Linked DNA regions of Arabidopsis thaliana: region 2 is linked to region 1. Evidence: chromatin contacts called from public targeted proximity ligation data. All regions are on one chromosome and are shown on one strand. The core of a region is the stretch at or near the end of the contact, and the rest is flanking DNA. Distances in the headings are between cores, read along the strand shown.

The links.
Region 2: a targeted proximity ligation map of shoot shows a contact between it and region 1, with 13 read pairs. A contact is called at or near these places in 2 of 26 Hi-C or Micro-C datasets (leaf and root) and 1 of 2 datasets of targeted methods (shoot).

The regions. Positions count from the first base shown.
Region 1 is chr1:3,384,285-3,391,893 of TAIR10.1, forward strand. It overlaps AT1G10320 (Zinc finger C-x8-C-x5-C-x3-H type family protein), which reads right to left and starts at 4,092. Exons shown (of 9, transcript NM_001331898.1): 1 at 3,685-4,092; 2 at 3,440-3,598; 3 at 3,224-3,355; 4 at 2,967-3,125; 5 at 2,090-2,182; 6 at 1,668-1,784; 7 at 1,183-1,257; 8 at 899-1,110; 9 at 1-774. The coding sequence starts at 4,089. It overlaps AT1G10330 (Tetratricopeptide repeat (TPR)-like superfamily protein), which reads left to right and starts at 4,315. Exons shown (of 1, transcript NM_100907.2): 1 at 4,315-5,866. The coding sequence starts at 4,463. The coding sequence ends at 5,866. It overlaps AT1G10340 (Ankyrin repeat family protein), which reads right to left. Exons shown (of 3, transcript NM_100908.3): 2 at 7,233-7,609; 3 at 6,038-7,051. The coding sequence ends at 6,191.
Region 2 is chr1:3,426,226-3,433,834 of TAIR10.1, forward strand. PP2A-2 (protein phosphatase 2A-2) reads right to left here and starts at 4,699. Exons shown (of 7, transcript NM_001331905.1): 1 at 4,676-4,699; 2 at 3,960-4,375; 3 at 3,489-3,603; 4 at 3,261-3,369; 5 at 3,104-3,181; 6 at 2,728-2,919; 7 at 2,253-2,653. The coding sequence starts at 4,212. The coding sequence ends at 2,480. It overlaps SNL6 (paired amphipathic helix Sin3-like protein), which reads left to right and starts at 5,539. Exons shown (of 20, transcript NM_100919.5): 1 at 5,539-5,867; 2 at 6,051-6,161; 3 at 6,316-6,438; 4 at 6,554-6,734; 5 at 6,822-6,920; 6 at 7,035-7,178; 7 at 7,394-7,484. The coding sequence starts at 6,088. AT1G10440 (a tRNA gene) reads right to left here and starts at 5,031; the gene lies at 4,960-5,031. AT1G10417 (RUN/FYVE domain protein) reads right to left here and starts at 1,306. Exons shown (of 12, transcript NM_001331902.1): 1 at 1,161-1,306; 2 at 1,004-1,048; 3 at 812-910; 4 at 629-739; 5 at 322-496; 6 at 155-211. The coding sequence starts at 1,232. It also overlaps the pseudogene AT1G10419.

The DNA.
Region 1 (7,609 bases), core at 2,842-5,341:
TCTCTATCTGAATTCTCTTCACTTTGTCGTTTTCCTTTCCTGCTTTGATCAGACTCTGGATCATCGCTCTTGTATCTCTGTCTCTGTTTGCTTCTGTCCCTATCTTTATCTGACTGATATCCTACGGGACTAGTCTCTACACTTCTCTTCTTGTCTGATTCTTTGTGCTGATGATGTCTACTCTCAGTTGAATCTTCCTCGTGTGAATATCTTGAGCTACTTCTTTCATGTCGATGCTTCGATCTTTCTCTATGCGACTTGTCAGAAACTGTATGAACCCTATCATGTTCATGACCCTCCTCTTTATCAGCTGATGACCCTTCCCTGCTGTGTTTTCTTGAACTCCTGTGGGTTTTTCTGTCCTTTTCATTGTCCATCTGTTCTTGTACTCCTGAATCTGTCCCTCTTCTGGGTTTTCGTTTGTGACCCGTCCCTCTCCTACCATAGTCATCTCCATCAGCAGAATCATCATCAGAATACCTCCCATGGATTCTCTTCCTTCCCACCCGATGTCCAGGAGAGTGTTCAGACCATCTGCTATCACGATGCAATGTGTCCTTAGCATACCGTCGCTCTTTATACATCTCCCTCTCTAAACTACCATCTCTGCTCGGACTGTCATCACCATCATGACAGTTCTCGGCATGCCTGCGAAGCTTGTCTTCACGAGTGCTGTCCTGAGTATCACCATGATATTTACGGCTCCTATAAGAAGGCGTAGATCCAACATTAGCATGATCATGGTCCCTCGATCTAGATCTTCTTGAAGGTTGCCTGACATGGAAACAAAACACATGAGCATGACGCTCCATAACCAAATTAAGTAGGAAATACGCTGATAAGTTAGTTAAAGATGAGGATCCTCAAAAGTTAGAATTCCAAATATAAAGCAACCTACCTGTGTGAATCTGTTGATAGATCTGATATTGAATCATTTAACGACCCTGAAGATTCATGTTCCATGTGCTTTTCATCTGAATAACCAAATAAAGAGGTCATTTTGTGAATCCAGAATCTTGGAGGTGGTCTGTCATGGTCAGCCCATTCATAGTCTCCACCAGGATTTCGGAAACAATGGATAAAATTGCAGGCAGATCCACGAGAACAAGTCTGAAAAGTAGATGAAAATCATGAACTAGAGATAAGCAAGAAGTTGGAATCTCAAATGATGAAGAGTCATACTTTAAGCCTGGACTTCATGTACTCCCCACATATGGCAACTTTCCATCTTGAGATGTTGACAAACTCGCAATTCACCTGATGAGGATGTGTAATTATCATGGATATAAATGTCAGCAAGCTGAAAGTATCAGAAATCAAGCCTCAAAGTACACATCAGCAAAGTAACACAAATCCTTTGACATTCTATTCTACGATACACCAAGACCTATATTCAACCAATAGATGTTAACAAAAACTGCCACAGATCGGAAAGATGAGACCTCTGACAAAACGTCCTACACAAAGGCTAAGATAACTGAAACCTAGATATGGGTCTCCAACATTATGCCACGAAGATACAAATAGTGAAGACGCAAATATGATGTGTGCTACCAAAGATCTGACAAACTAGTGCCAATATTACAGAGGAAGGTCCACTAGACGAAATCGTTAATCACATTTTTCAATGAAAGGAAGTGGTAAACGTCTCCAGAGAAACAGTGTACCTGTTTACCCGCAAAGTATCGACCATTAATGGACTGGTAAGCAAGAATAGCTGATTCTAGTGATCTGTAGTGGACATATACATTGCCCTTCAAATGGAATGAGCCATTTCTACACACCTGAAATGGATATGAAATTTTGTTTTTGAGAAAAGAAAGGGTGGGACAAAAAGTCGGGAGACAACACATATCTACCAACAGGTTTATTCTCAAAGATACAGCTGGTCATTTGATAGTGAATAAAAGATGCCCGGAATCACTAATTTTCAAAATGGCTAGCCTCTAGTGTTGCTTGCAGATTCAAGAACATACATTCGGATTTGGTATAAAATGAATCTATGGCTGATAATGGAAAGTAAGAAAAAAAGAGGAGGAAGAGGAAATGAAGGAAAGGGAGGAGAGGGAGCAGAAGAGAATCGACAGACCTTGAAATTAACAAGTTCTCCATACTTTAGGAACTCTGTATGAACATCTTCATAAAATTCTTCATAACAGAGTTCAGCCTCCTCATCTGTATACTGCAAGGAAGGCGGGAAAAGAGAAAGAGAGTAAATTAAAGTAAGTAACTAAAACCAAGGAAGCCAGGTAAATATAATGCAGGTGATGCTAGTTTTAACATCAAGTATACCAGGATAGCTACAGCCTTACTAAATTATAACTGCATTAGTTTCTGTTCAGATACTACAAGCCCAAAGCAGCCAGCATGCATGAAAAGACACTGTTCTGTTCTTAATTTAGGAAAATCAAGCAATTCTGCGATAAATCATTTGTCGCTCCCACGAGCAAATTAGAAGACACTCAAAGAACAAGATATAAGACACCAACAAACAAGTGGGAAATTGACAAAACATTCTAGAAATCTATAGCTACAAATATACAAACACCAAGTTAAACTAAGTTTGTCTCTAGTACTGCTATCAAGGCAAGAGAGGGCACAAATACAAAGGCCCATAGTTTCTGTGATCGAGATAGCAATCACATAATAACTAATCTATCAATCAGGTAGGATACAAAGAAGTGAACCGCAACTCCAATCCCGCCCAGGTTATAATCATGCACCTCCACTGAAGGGAAACCATCAATGTCTGATGTAAGTTAAAGAAGATAGTAACGAGAATAAAGAAACAAACCGCAGAATTCTGTAAATTCAAGAGCACGCAGCAAAACAAAACAAAACAGAAAAGAGGCAGAGGAACTGTAGTAAGTTTGATTCAGATAATGAAAGCCGAGAGTAATACTGTAATAGAGAAGAACTAATAATTATCAGGATACTAGCATCAGGAGATGACAGCGGTTACAGACCTCAAGCCCCTCATCCTGTTCCCAAGTAATACCAGGACCATTATACATGTTCTTCATAAGTAGAGTGCACGATTTATTGGGGTAGAAATGAACTCTGCTGCAACGCTGGCCAAACCGACAAGCTCCAGTTTTCAAATGGAAAGGACAATGAGCTTTATCCTGGAGAATGAGAGAACAAACAAAGCCAAATTACTAAAAGGAACATAAGAATGATACATAAAACTAATACCATCTCAATCAAGGGATACAACAAGCACCTGCTCAGTTCCAAAGTTGGGTACTTCTTGTGCAACACTCTCCAATATCTGTTGCGCAGAACTAACATTCTGATAATTGGCTGAAGCTTCACTTCCCGGAGGTAGAGGATTTGAAGTAGGCCTGTCAGAAATCTGCAAAACAAACTCCGCATTGGAACTCTACACAAAAATCAAAACACTGAAGATGGTATGTTCACCTAGATGATGGTCAATTACCTCGTGTCCATCGACCTGAACAACCGATTTCTTTGGAACTCTCACTTTGTTCTTTTTGAGAATGATCTCATTTCCCTGGAATATAATTTCTGGAGGTCCTTCTTCGATATATTCATATTCACCATCCTCATCCTCACCACACTCATCATTCCCACTAGCCTACCAAGAGAAGCACAAAAGTGAGCTCGATATAGCATTAACACGATATGAATAAGAAATTGACAACAATCAACAAAGCACACTACCTCAAGCTTTCTCAACTCTTCTAGATCCTTCCAACGCCTCTCTTCCTCTTCCCGCTTCGCTTCCTCTTCCTCCTCTTTCTTCCTCTTGATCTCCATAGCTTCTCTCCAAGCTCTTTCACTCTCCTCAAAGTCCTTCAACTCCTTTTCTCTCCTCCGCGCATCCTCTTCCTCAATCGCCTTCAATCTCTCCTGTTCCGCCGGATCGTTTAACTTAGCCTTCGCTTCCTCCCTCTCCTTCGCCGCAATCTCCTTCCTCACTTGCTTCCTCTTCAATTTCTTCATCGCTTTTCGCTTCTCCTTACGACTCATCTCCGCCGCTTTCTCTTTACTCTCTTCAAAACTTTCCTTCTCTCCCGCCGCTTCTTCGTGTCGCTCTTCTTCTTCCTTTTCGTTTGCTTGCTCCATTTTTTTCCCGGTAGCGTTAACCTCTGGCTTCACGGTGGTGGAAACAGAATTTAATTTAGGGGTGCAAATTCGGTTAGTTTGAACCGAAACGGTATAGTGAAGAAATCGAAATAAAAATGGATTAAACCATACTAAACCGGAGACCCCTAGTTGGTTCACCTATTGACCTCGGAGACTCCAAATTGCTCGCCGGAGCTCTCGAAATCAGAAAACTTTCATCCTCTTGTAGCTCAAGCCGATTGACAATTTCTCCACTTTCAGATATTTGATTTGTAACTTTCTCATTGAAATTCAAAATCATTCTCCATCTTCTACAACGAGGTCTCGTCTTTTTGTTTTGCTTTGTAGATTGCTTAATCTTTGTGCAAATTGTATGCGTTGTACTTCCTTCTCAAGTTTCAGTTTGTCTCTTGAAGACGCACTTCATCTTCTCCAACGTTTCTTATACTCCTCAAACCAGATTAAGCAGATTCACACAGTTCTTTTGACCAGCAACGCATTGGTTGCTTCGAGATGGAAGACGAAATGCGTCTACAACACTCTCATTCGATCCTATCTCACTACAGGAGAATACAAGACTTCTCTTGCTCTCTTCACTCATATGCTTGCAAGCCATGTCCAACCAAATAACCTCACTTTCCCTTCTCTGATTAAAGCAGCTTGCTCATCTTTCTCTGTTTCTTATGGCGTTGCCTTACATGGCCAAGCTCTTAAACGGGGTTTTCTATGGGATCCATTTGTTCAGACTTCTTTTGTCCGGTTCTATGGTGAAGTTGGTGATTTGGAGAGCTCGAGGAAGATGTTTGATGATATTTTAAACCCTTGTGTTGTAGCTTGTAACAGTTTGCTTGACGCTTGTGGAAGAAACGGAGAGATGGATTATGCTTTCGAGTATTTTCAGAGAATGCCTGTAACTGATGTGGTCTCTTGGACCACTGTTATCAACGGGTTTAGTAAGAAAGGGTTACACGCCAAAGCTTTAATGGTTTTTGGTGAGATGATACAGAATGAGCGTGCGGTAATAACACCTAACGAGGCTACTTTCGTAAGTGTACTTTCTTCATGTGCTAATTTTGATCAAGGAGGTATTCGACTGGGGAAGCAGATTCATGGATATGTTATGAGTAAAGAGATCATTCTTACTACAACTTTGGGTACTGCTTTGCTTGATATGTATGGAAAAGCCGGTGACTTGGAGATGGCATTGACCATTTTTGATCAAATTCGTGATAAGAAAGTTTGCGCTTGGAATGCGATAATATCAGCTCTTGCCTCCAATGGTAGACCTAAGCAAGCGCTGGAGATGTTTGAGATGATGAAATCAAGCTATGTGCATCCGAATGGGATCACTTTACTTGCAATACTCACGGCTTGTGCTCGATCTAAACTTGTGGATTTAGGTATTCAGTTGTTCTCTTCTATATGTAGCGAGTACAAGATCATTCCAACATCAGAACATTACGGTTGCGTTGTTGATCTCATTGGCAGAGCTGGACTATTGGTTGACGCAGCCAATTTCATTCAAAGTTTGCCCTTCGAGCCTGATGCTTCTGTTCTCGGAGCTCTTTTGGGCGCTTGCAAGATTCATGAGAATACTGAATTAGGAAATACAGTAGGTAAACAGCTTATTGGACTGCAACCTCAACACTGTGGCCAGTATGTGGCATTGTCGACGTTCAATGCTTTGGATAGCAATTGGTCAGAAGCAGAAAAAATGAGGAAAGCCATGATAGAAGCTGGAATTCGGAAAATCCCTGCTTACAGTGTGCTGACTTAAAGCTTGAGACGTGAGAATAGATTGTTTCAGACAAGAGTTACTGTCTAGTGTAATCTCTGTTCTGTTCTGTTCATGTTATGTCCGTAACATTGATCTAATTTAGTTCTGTGAATCTCTTGCTCCTTTAGGTTCATGTTTAGGGTTTGCAGTAATCTCATGAGCCGAACAATAGGAGAAAGCAAACGAGACATTTCACTCACTGACTTGAAGAACAAAACAATGTCTCTTTTTACAAGATAACACAGTTCCTAAGAAAGACTTAATCCAACACTTTACACATACACAATTACACAGGTTACAGGGAAATTAGAAAACCAGTTTTTCTTAATAGGTGAAATAGCCTGATTTTCCGGAGACGGCTAAATCTGAACTGGTTCTTGCAAAGGAAGGTATATTATCCCCTACACGATTCATCTTCTTAAACCAATGACCGATGGTCTCAACTCCGAGATAGAAAAAGAGTACGGTCAACGCTCCACCAGCAACGGCTACAATTGCTGGAAATAACCATTGTGTTCCATGATAATGCGGTATGGTCACCCAAGACGCCGCTATATAAGCCGTCGCCATGAAACCTACAGAAACCCACATCATCCTATGCGTGGCCACCAATAATCTCTTTAAGGGTTTCCTCTTGTAAGGTATGATGCTAACAAGAAGAATAACGATGCCCAAGGACGTGAACAGTGCGATGTTGTTGCATATCGCAAAGACCTTAAACGCCGTTGTTTTCCCCACTAAGGATTTCCCTCTCCATGGCCCGTCTTGGTAGACGCCCCCCGGAGGGTTTATCCCACCGGCATAAGCAACTGAAGCAATCAAGACTGCCACTATAGCAATCGTATTTCTTGCATTCTGTAATGCTTCTATATGCATCTGATATTCCAAGTTCTGACGACCTCTTTCCACTTCCTGTTCCTTGCTTCTCTTTCTCTCTGCTATCTCTGATGTGTTTATTCCTATAATCCTTAGCAACCGTATTACCTCGACCTCTTGAGAGCCTTCGTGTTGTTCTACATTGTTCTCAGAATCCAGCTCTTGTGAAGTCTCGGTACCAAATCTCAGCCACCTTGATAACAACTCAAAGTCTTGGGCTTCTCGAGGGAGAAGTTGAAAAGCTTCAAAACCCATCTTGTTCTTGGACGTGATATCTACTATATTCTTACCAACAATGTAACGTATAAGCTGCAATTTATTCAGTAAATATGTGAGAAGAAATACCACTAAAAGAATTATGAGAAGAAACACCACTAATAAATAGAATATGTGCCATCTTTTAGTAATGTAATCCTAACATAGAGTACATGGGAAGTCAAATTTTGTAACTAAAAATTTAAAGGAGAGAGCGTCACAGAAAACTACTCACAGGAGCATCAAAAGAGACGGATGCAGCAATATGTAAGACAGTGTTGCCACTTTCATCGGTTTGCTGTAGAAGAATTTGGCTGTTAATTCCCAAACTCTCTGCCATAAAAACAAAGGCATCCATATTTTTGTTTCGAGCAGCGAGATGAAAGACTGTCTCTTTCGACGGCGTGATTGAGCTGAAAGACAATGGAACCTTGTCCAAGAACTCCTCCAGGATCACAACCGAGCCTCTGAGGACCGCAAGATGCAGAGGTGATAAACCATTGGGGTTAAGTGCTTCTTCTAATCCTTGATCGAGCCCTAACAATATAGTTGTCAGTTCAAAGTCTCCCTTATCACACGCATGATGCAGTAGCGTTGATTGTGAGCCGTCTT
Region 2 (7,609 bases), core at 3,449-5,948, 43 kb after region 1:
AAGATAAAAATCATTTTCTTCATAACCGTGAACATACAGAACAAAGAAAAAGACCACAAGAGTAAATGAACAATGAACGTAGGAAAAACAATTAAGTAGTAACCTATCAACAATCATTTTAGCATCACCGCTGATTCCATGAAAAGAAACTCACCTATAAACACTTTTTCATAAGTAGAGACATGGTCCATTTTCTCTTTCAAGCCAGTCACTGGATACAAGAAACAACAGAAACATAATCATTCTCTCAGGGGGAAGCCGTGTGAAAGCATTAGTACATATATTCAAGCAGAATTAGTCAGAGATCAGAGATCTACATGCCTACATCTTCTTTTTTATCCACAAGGCCCTGAACTTCATGTATGACCTTTTTAATTACTGATGCCTCTTTTTCAATTGAATCAAACAACGTAAGATGAGAGGTTATCTTCTCATGTAGCATGAGAATCTTCCTATCCCTGGCTTCAATTGAACACTTCATTTCACAAAACGACTCCTGCAAACACACCAGCATTTCACTAACTGAAGTTACACAGTTCCATATCATGGAGATGATTCTCTAAGCTATTTTTATCCCTTAGATATAGTATAAGATTTTGACAGGATTGAGATTTTATGAGAAAAGCACCTGGTAAGCATTTAAGAAACTTTCTCGCGATTGAAGCAAATTTTGGATAGTTGTCTTCAATTCACTCTGCTTGTTTTCCAGCAAACTATAGTCGTTCTGAAGATAACTCACCTGCAAAATCAATTAGAAACTTTCACTAACTCCATGTGAAATAGATTCGCAGAAGAGAAGAATCTTCCAAACCTTTCTCTCGAGTGCCTCCTGTGTTTCTCTAGAAGAAGCTAAATCAGCTTGAAGCTCCTGCACTTTCCTGATGCAGTCCTCCTCCGTTTGCTTCTGTTTCTGTAGCGAAAGCACCAAACAAAATGATCACCATCTACGAATCAGAAACGAAACAAAAACGAGAGCTATGAACAGTAACATTGATCGAAGAACCTGATTCGCAAGAGTAATGTGATCTGTGACTGATCGCTCCCTTTCCTGCAAAAACGCCGGTAGTAAAGTGGAAGAAGACGAAGAAGAAGAAGAGAGAAACTGGTGGAGCGAAGAAGATACACAATCCATAGATGTATAGAAACCTCTTTCTCCTTACACGCAGATCTCGCACTTCTCCGATCATTGACTGAAGCTGCAATTTGAATTTTGACAACTTGAGCATCTCCATTTTTGGTTGGTTTCTTCCTCCGATTTTGAATTTCGACCGCCAGAAAATCTCTTCTTTGTGGAAAAAAAATCAATGTCAACGAGAGGAAAATTAGGTCGTCGGAATTGTCAAACTAATAGTTTAGTTAACGACAAAAAAAAAGAAAAATAGCCCAGGCCCAGGTTAGTTTAATTTATTCTATATGGGCCCAGTAAATAAACATATACTATTCATTAGCCAATGGAGAACATAAATCCAACTTATCGTAACTATCATAATTCATTACCAGTGGCAGATTTAAAATATATTTTATTAAAATATATTTTTATAAAAAGAGAGAAACACTATTTCCAAATATCTATCTAAACTTCATAATATAGCTGACTATATTTTTATTTTCAGCTATTACATTATTAAAATAGTATAAACGGTAATCTTATATATACAGTAGACTTTTTGGCCAAAAATCTCTATACTATTTCATCCCTACACAGTTTACCTTTCATATGGTTCTTCCAGAGTCACACAGATGCAACTCATTAAAAAAACATAAGGTACTTGGAGATCAACTGAAGATAACAAATGAGCTCACACCAGATAGTTCAAGAGATTCACATGCATAAGGCGGATAGTAGCAATGCAGATCAACTGGAGATAACGAATGAGCTCACACCAGAAGAAGCGAGAAGCTATGCGATATCCCAATTGCCTCGGGAAATCTCAAAGCACATTCGTTTTGCCTTCGACTCACCTGGTTATGAACCGTTCTTTGCTTCTCAACTGGGTATATACGCACCACAGAAAGCGTGGGATGTGGCTAGAAGAGCCAGCATGAGGTCACGAGCCAAAGCATCAAAGAAGAATTGAAAGGAGAAGCAGAAAATAGATATGAGTTGTGTTGTACATTTAGGCTGTCACACCATACTGGAAGTTTTGTTAGGCCAGTATTGGAAATATGTAGAAATCTTCGGTTTGGCGTCTTTGTTTGTAATGCATTTAGTTTTCAAAGTCTTTATTCTGGGGTATTTAGGCACAAATGAGAAGACAAACGCTCAATTTTATAGATATAGAAGCCTCTCCTACAAACTTTTTTATAGCAATCACCTCAACAACAGAAAAAAATGATGTGTTTCTTTTTTTCTAGGGGAAATTCGAACTCCACTTAGAAAAAAGAAGAGAAAAGGGCACATCTACAATGATACATAGGCAATAAAACTGGAACTTCAAAAAATTATATATGGTCGGGACCACAAAAAAAAACAGAGAAATCACAAAAAATAATCAGGGGTCTTCCGAGTAGTATCAGGTTCAACTTGTCGAGGAGCTGGATCGAACTGGAGGAAGTTTTGCTCCATGTTCTCTCCTATCTCTAGAATGGCAGCCATGTTTCCACACCGGTAGCAATAGTTTGGTGCACTAAACACAGTCACCACATTCTTATCCTGTTACCATACAAAGGAGAGATCAACGATTCAATCTGAGAGAGAGACTAATCATGCCGTAAGAATGTTCATACCTGACACCAGTTAAAACCTTCCATGACAAGTTGATGCGCTCTTGATATGAGACTTAGTCCATTGTTGTGATTAAATTGAGCTGCGATATCCTGTCCAAATGTATAACCAGCACCTCGTGGAGATATTCCCCATCCACATCGATCATCAGGATCAGACCATAATAAATCACACATAGGTCCTTCGTGTGGAACCTACAGATCACACATCATACATAGTTCAAAGAGCTGAACAATAAGATGTCATAAAAAATTCCAAACGTTTGTGCTCTTTGTAATTGTATCTTAAGTAGAGACAAGACACTGAGACCCAGGAAGGACTCATAACTCTTCCAACTAAGTCCACACTAAGGCCTTTAGCAGAGAACAAGAAGGTTACCTCCTGTATCCGATCCAAGCTTCGGATATTATCAAGAGTATCCAGAGAAGGTGAAAGCCCTCCATGCAAACAGAAAACCTACAAAATTTGATGAAGTCAAAAAGCTGTACTTAGAAAAAGATGTATCAAACACCAACTGAGAAAGAACAGCTCTAACCTGACTCTCTATGAGGGCGGTAAGAGGAAGATAATCGAAAAGGTCTGTAAAATACTTCCAGACGTTAGCATTTCCGTACTTCCTCAAGCATTCGTCATAAAAACCATAGCTGAAACAGAGAAGCAAAACATGCATCAAAACAGGATAGTACTTTGCTGATCAGCCAGAAACCAATGAAGAAAAGTACGATTCGCTCAAATATAAGCTTATTTCAAAACAAAAGCTTACACTTGAGTAATCTGCCGACTCTCGTGATTCCCTCGTAAGATTGTAAGTCTATCCCTGTATCGCACTTTTAGTGCCACCAATAGAGAAACTGTCTCTACTGAATAGTAGCCACGATCTGCAAAGAACAAAGCAAGACAATGAGAAACCAACAACACTCCTTTTAAACTAAATCTAGCTGTCACCATCTTATGGTACACCAACGAATGGTTAAAGTTCCAAGGATCTAAAGACTAGAATTCAAGGGAAGTGCAATAATGAAAGTGAGCATCAACAAGTCTCTATATTGGGAAGTTTCAGTACCTACCATTCCAAAAAAAAACAGAACCCACAAGTAACTCACTCTAGATAAATAAAAAGGTGGATACTTTTCCAAGAATTCACCATTTTGGAATGATCCAAAAACACAGATCTAAAATGAGAAAAAAAAGTAAAAACCCCAAAAATAAAATCGAAAGAAGAAGAAAGACAGACCTACATAGTCTCCCATGAAGAGGTAGTTAGTATCAGGAGCGTTGCCACCGATACGAAAGAGCTCAATAAGGTCATAAAACTGGCCGTGAATATCGCCGCAAACGGTAACAGGACACTTCACCGGCTGAACATTATATTCCTCGACAAGGATCGCTCTCGCTTGATCGCAAAGCGTCCTCACATCCGCCTCCGATAACGGTTTACACTCCATCAGCTGCTCGATCTGACGGTCCAGATCTCCGTTCGACGGCATCTTGAAAAGCCACCACCGATCCTATATACGAAAATTACGGCGGATAAAGAAGATGAATCGCCGGAGAATCTATCGGCCAGAGCTAAGATATCCGAATCGGAGAGATCAAATCCTCCTAGCTTCTCTGGTCTTCGATAGTTCGATGTCTCTCTCTCTCACCTGGCTGAGAAAAAATGGATATTCGTTTTTTTTTTTTAAAGACTAAAAGTGGGTCGTGTCCAAATAGACAAAGTATAAATGTTTTATGACCCGGTTAAGGTTCGGTTTTGTGTTAATTTTATTAGTCTCGCCAATTGTTATAAAACTTATGATTGTTTTTTTTCTTTGGTTCAAAATAAAATTTTGAGTTTTAGTTGTTTTTTCTTCTGTTAAATTCGTTGGTGTTTTCAACTTAATTCTAGTTGTTTTCGGTCAAATTATCAAAAAAAAAAATGAAAAAAAAAAGAGAGAATTGAGACCAAACCGGATCGGATTTGAATTGTGAACCGTTACACGTGGGTAGTTGGAGCAGAGCTATTGTCATTTGAACTTGTCTAAACGATAAGTATATATGGACAAATCATCTCCTCCTCTCATCCGGTAATTATAATTAGTCAACTAATGTTTTCATATTATGTTTTAGATTTGACAAATTTGCTTTTAAGTTTTTAATGTTGACATGATCGTCGACTATGAGGCAAGTTCCTCGTCGAACAAATGGGCCTGGAGAATCTGGTAGAGCGGCCCATGGTAACAAAAATAAAAGAAGGGGCGTTCCGAGAATTGAACTCGGGACCTCTCGCACCCTAAGCGAGAATCATACCACTAGACCAAACGCCCATTGATGATAGCTCTGACAATACATATTTATATTTAGAAAACATTTTGAACCATTAATTTTGCTATTAAATTGATGCAAATCAAACCTAATTAAAGTTTATCATCTAACACAGTATGAAAATTCATAGACCAAACATTTTTCCCTTGCATATTCTTCCCACTTGTAAGAAAATGTGACCGAGCTTTTTAGGTAAAATTAGGATATTATACTTTACTTACTACAAACGAATATTAATAAACCAGATTTAGTTTGAATAGACTGGAATATTATGTTTCGTTTTTATAACCTTAAATCAAATCCTCACTTACGCATAGGTAATGAAAGTTGAAAGAAAAAAAACCCTAACTCTGCTTTTTACTTGGTTTTTGATTTACATAATATTAAACCGGTAAGTTTGATTTGGAATTGAAAAATAAACCAATTTCGTACGTAACCTTCCATTTAGCTCCGAAGGTTCTGATTACATACAGACATGAAGATTTCTTTGGGTATATAAGCAAAACAAGCTCCTCTCTTTTTCTTCTTCTTCCTCGTTCCGTTGCCTTACCCTCTTCCCTCCTCCGCTTCCAAAATCAGCGAGAGAGGGAGACACATAGAGAGACAGAGAGATTGCTCCTAATCAGAAGCAATCTCACCATTGAATCATCTATTTTCTACCAAAAGGAAGCTTCTTTTGCTTTTCATTTTGCCAAGTTTCCGTCTAAATCTCTCTACTTTAAAACTCCGGCGGCCAACGTTTCCACCGATCCTCCGACTTCTTTCCGAGTTTCATCTTCTAACAAAGGAACGAAGAAGCTCTCTTCACCGTTTGAGTAACGTGATCCGGTCTACAAAGGTTTTAAATCAAAATCTCTTGCTCAGAATTTTTCCTCGTTTTTTGTGATTTCTCTTAAGATTTTCCGATGAGAGATCTATTACTTGGGACAACGATTCCGAGCTATTTCTCTTGGCTTGGACTATTTCCACGGTTCTTAGTTTGGTTTGGCTTCTTAAAAGCCTCTTTTTTTTGTTCTTCCAGAAATCAGTCTGCGGGAGAAAGTGGAAGAAGACTGAAGATGAAGAGAGCTAGAGAAGATGTTCACACTGACACTCAAAAGCGAAAGCCTGAAGTTTCGTCTCGAGGAGAAACGTAACTCTCTTACTCGATAAACCCAATTTTTTATTGTTTGTTCTTTTCAATTTTACATTTGTTCGGTAGTCCACAAGTTATATTCTTCAATGTAGTTTGATGCAATTGAAATGTGTAAGAGTATTTGAAAGTTACATGTGTTTGTGCTATGCAGAAACAAGCTACCTCGAACCATCGATGCCCTAACGTATCTCAAAGCTGTGAAGGATATTTTTCACGACAATAAAGAGAAATATGAGTCATTCCTGGAGCTCATGAAGGAGTTCAAAGCTCAGACGTATTTTTACTTCGCTTCTCTTCTTGTTTAGTTTCATTTTGCCTTTCTTATGTGTTGTATTGTGGATGTCACATTGTGAACTGCGTATACTCATGGTGTCTTATCTTGGTTGCAGAATCGACACTAATGGTGTCATAGAAAGGATTAAAGTGTTGTTCAAGGGTTACAGGGACCTACTTTTGGGTTTTAATACTTTCTTGCCCAAAGGGTATAAAATAACCCTTCTGCCAGAGGAAGAGAAGCCTAAGATCCGGGTGGATTTCAAAGACGCTATCGGTTTCGTCACCAAGATTAAGGTATGGATGTAATATGGTACTAAATGGCATACTAAGGTAATGATGATTTATATCAGTTAAGGTTTACTGGGGTTTCTACTTTTGCAGACGAGGTTTGGAGATGATGAACATGCGTATAAACGGTTTCTAGACATCTTGAACTTGTATAGAAAGGAGAAAAAGTCCATCTCTGAGGTCTACGAAGAGGTATGTTTTTTTATTACTGCACAGAGTGTTAATTCTTCTGATTTTCTGCTTCACATTTTATTTGTTAGAGTCACAGTTTTTAGTGTATTTCTCTGATATCATCTGTTGGTGTAGGTTACTATGTTATTCAAGGGTCATGAAGATCTGCTTATGGAGTTCGTTAATTTCTTACCTAATTGTCCAGAATCAGCTCCCTCGACAAAGAATGCAGTACCGCGTCACAAGGGCACTGCAACTACTGCCATGCATTCTGATAAGGTTACTCTTATTCATCTTTATTAAAGGATATAATTTTTGCAGTTAGTAAGGTTTTAATAGATGTTCATGGTAACAAAACTCCATTATGGCCATACATCCTTTCCTCCACTGTTTTAAGAGTCTTATAAATTAAAATCAAAATTAGCCATTATGATACAGAATTTATATAGGGAGTTTTTGAGTGAAATGTTGATATAGACTCTTATCTGCCACAGAAAAGAAAACAACGATGTAAGCTTGAGGATTATTCTGGACACTCTGATCAACGAGAAGATGGTGATGAGAATCTTGTCACTTGCTCCGCTGGTAATTCTCTTGAATGTAAATATTTGGATGGCCTGTTACATTTCTTCTATAGTTCAGCTTTATGATTGTGAAAATGTCTTTCAGTACCTAGTGAATTTAATATAAGCAAGCAAGTGATATATGTC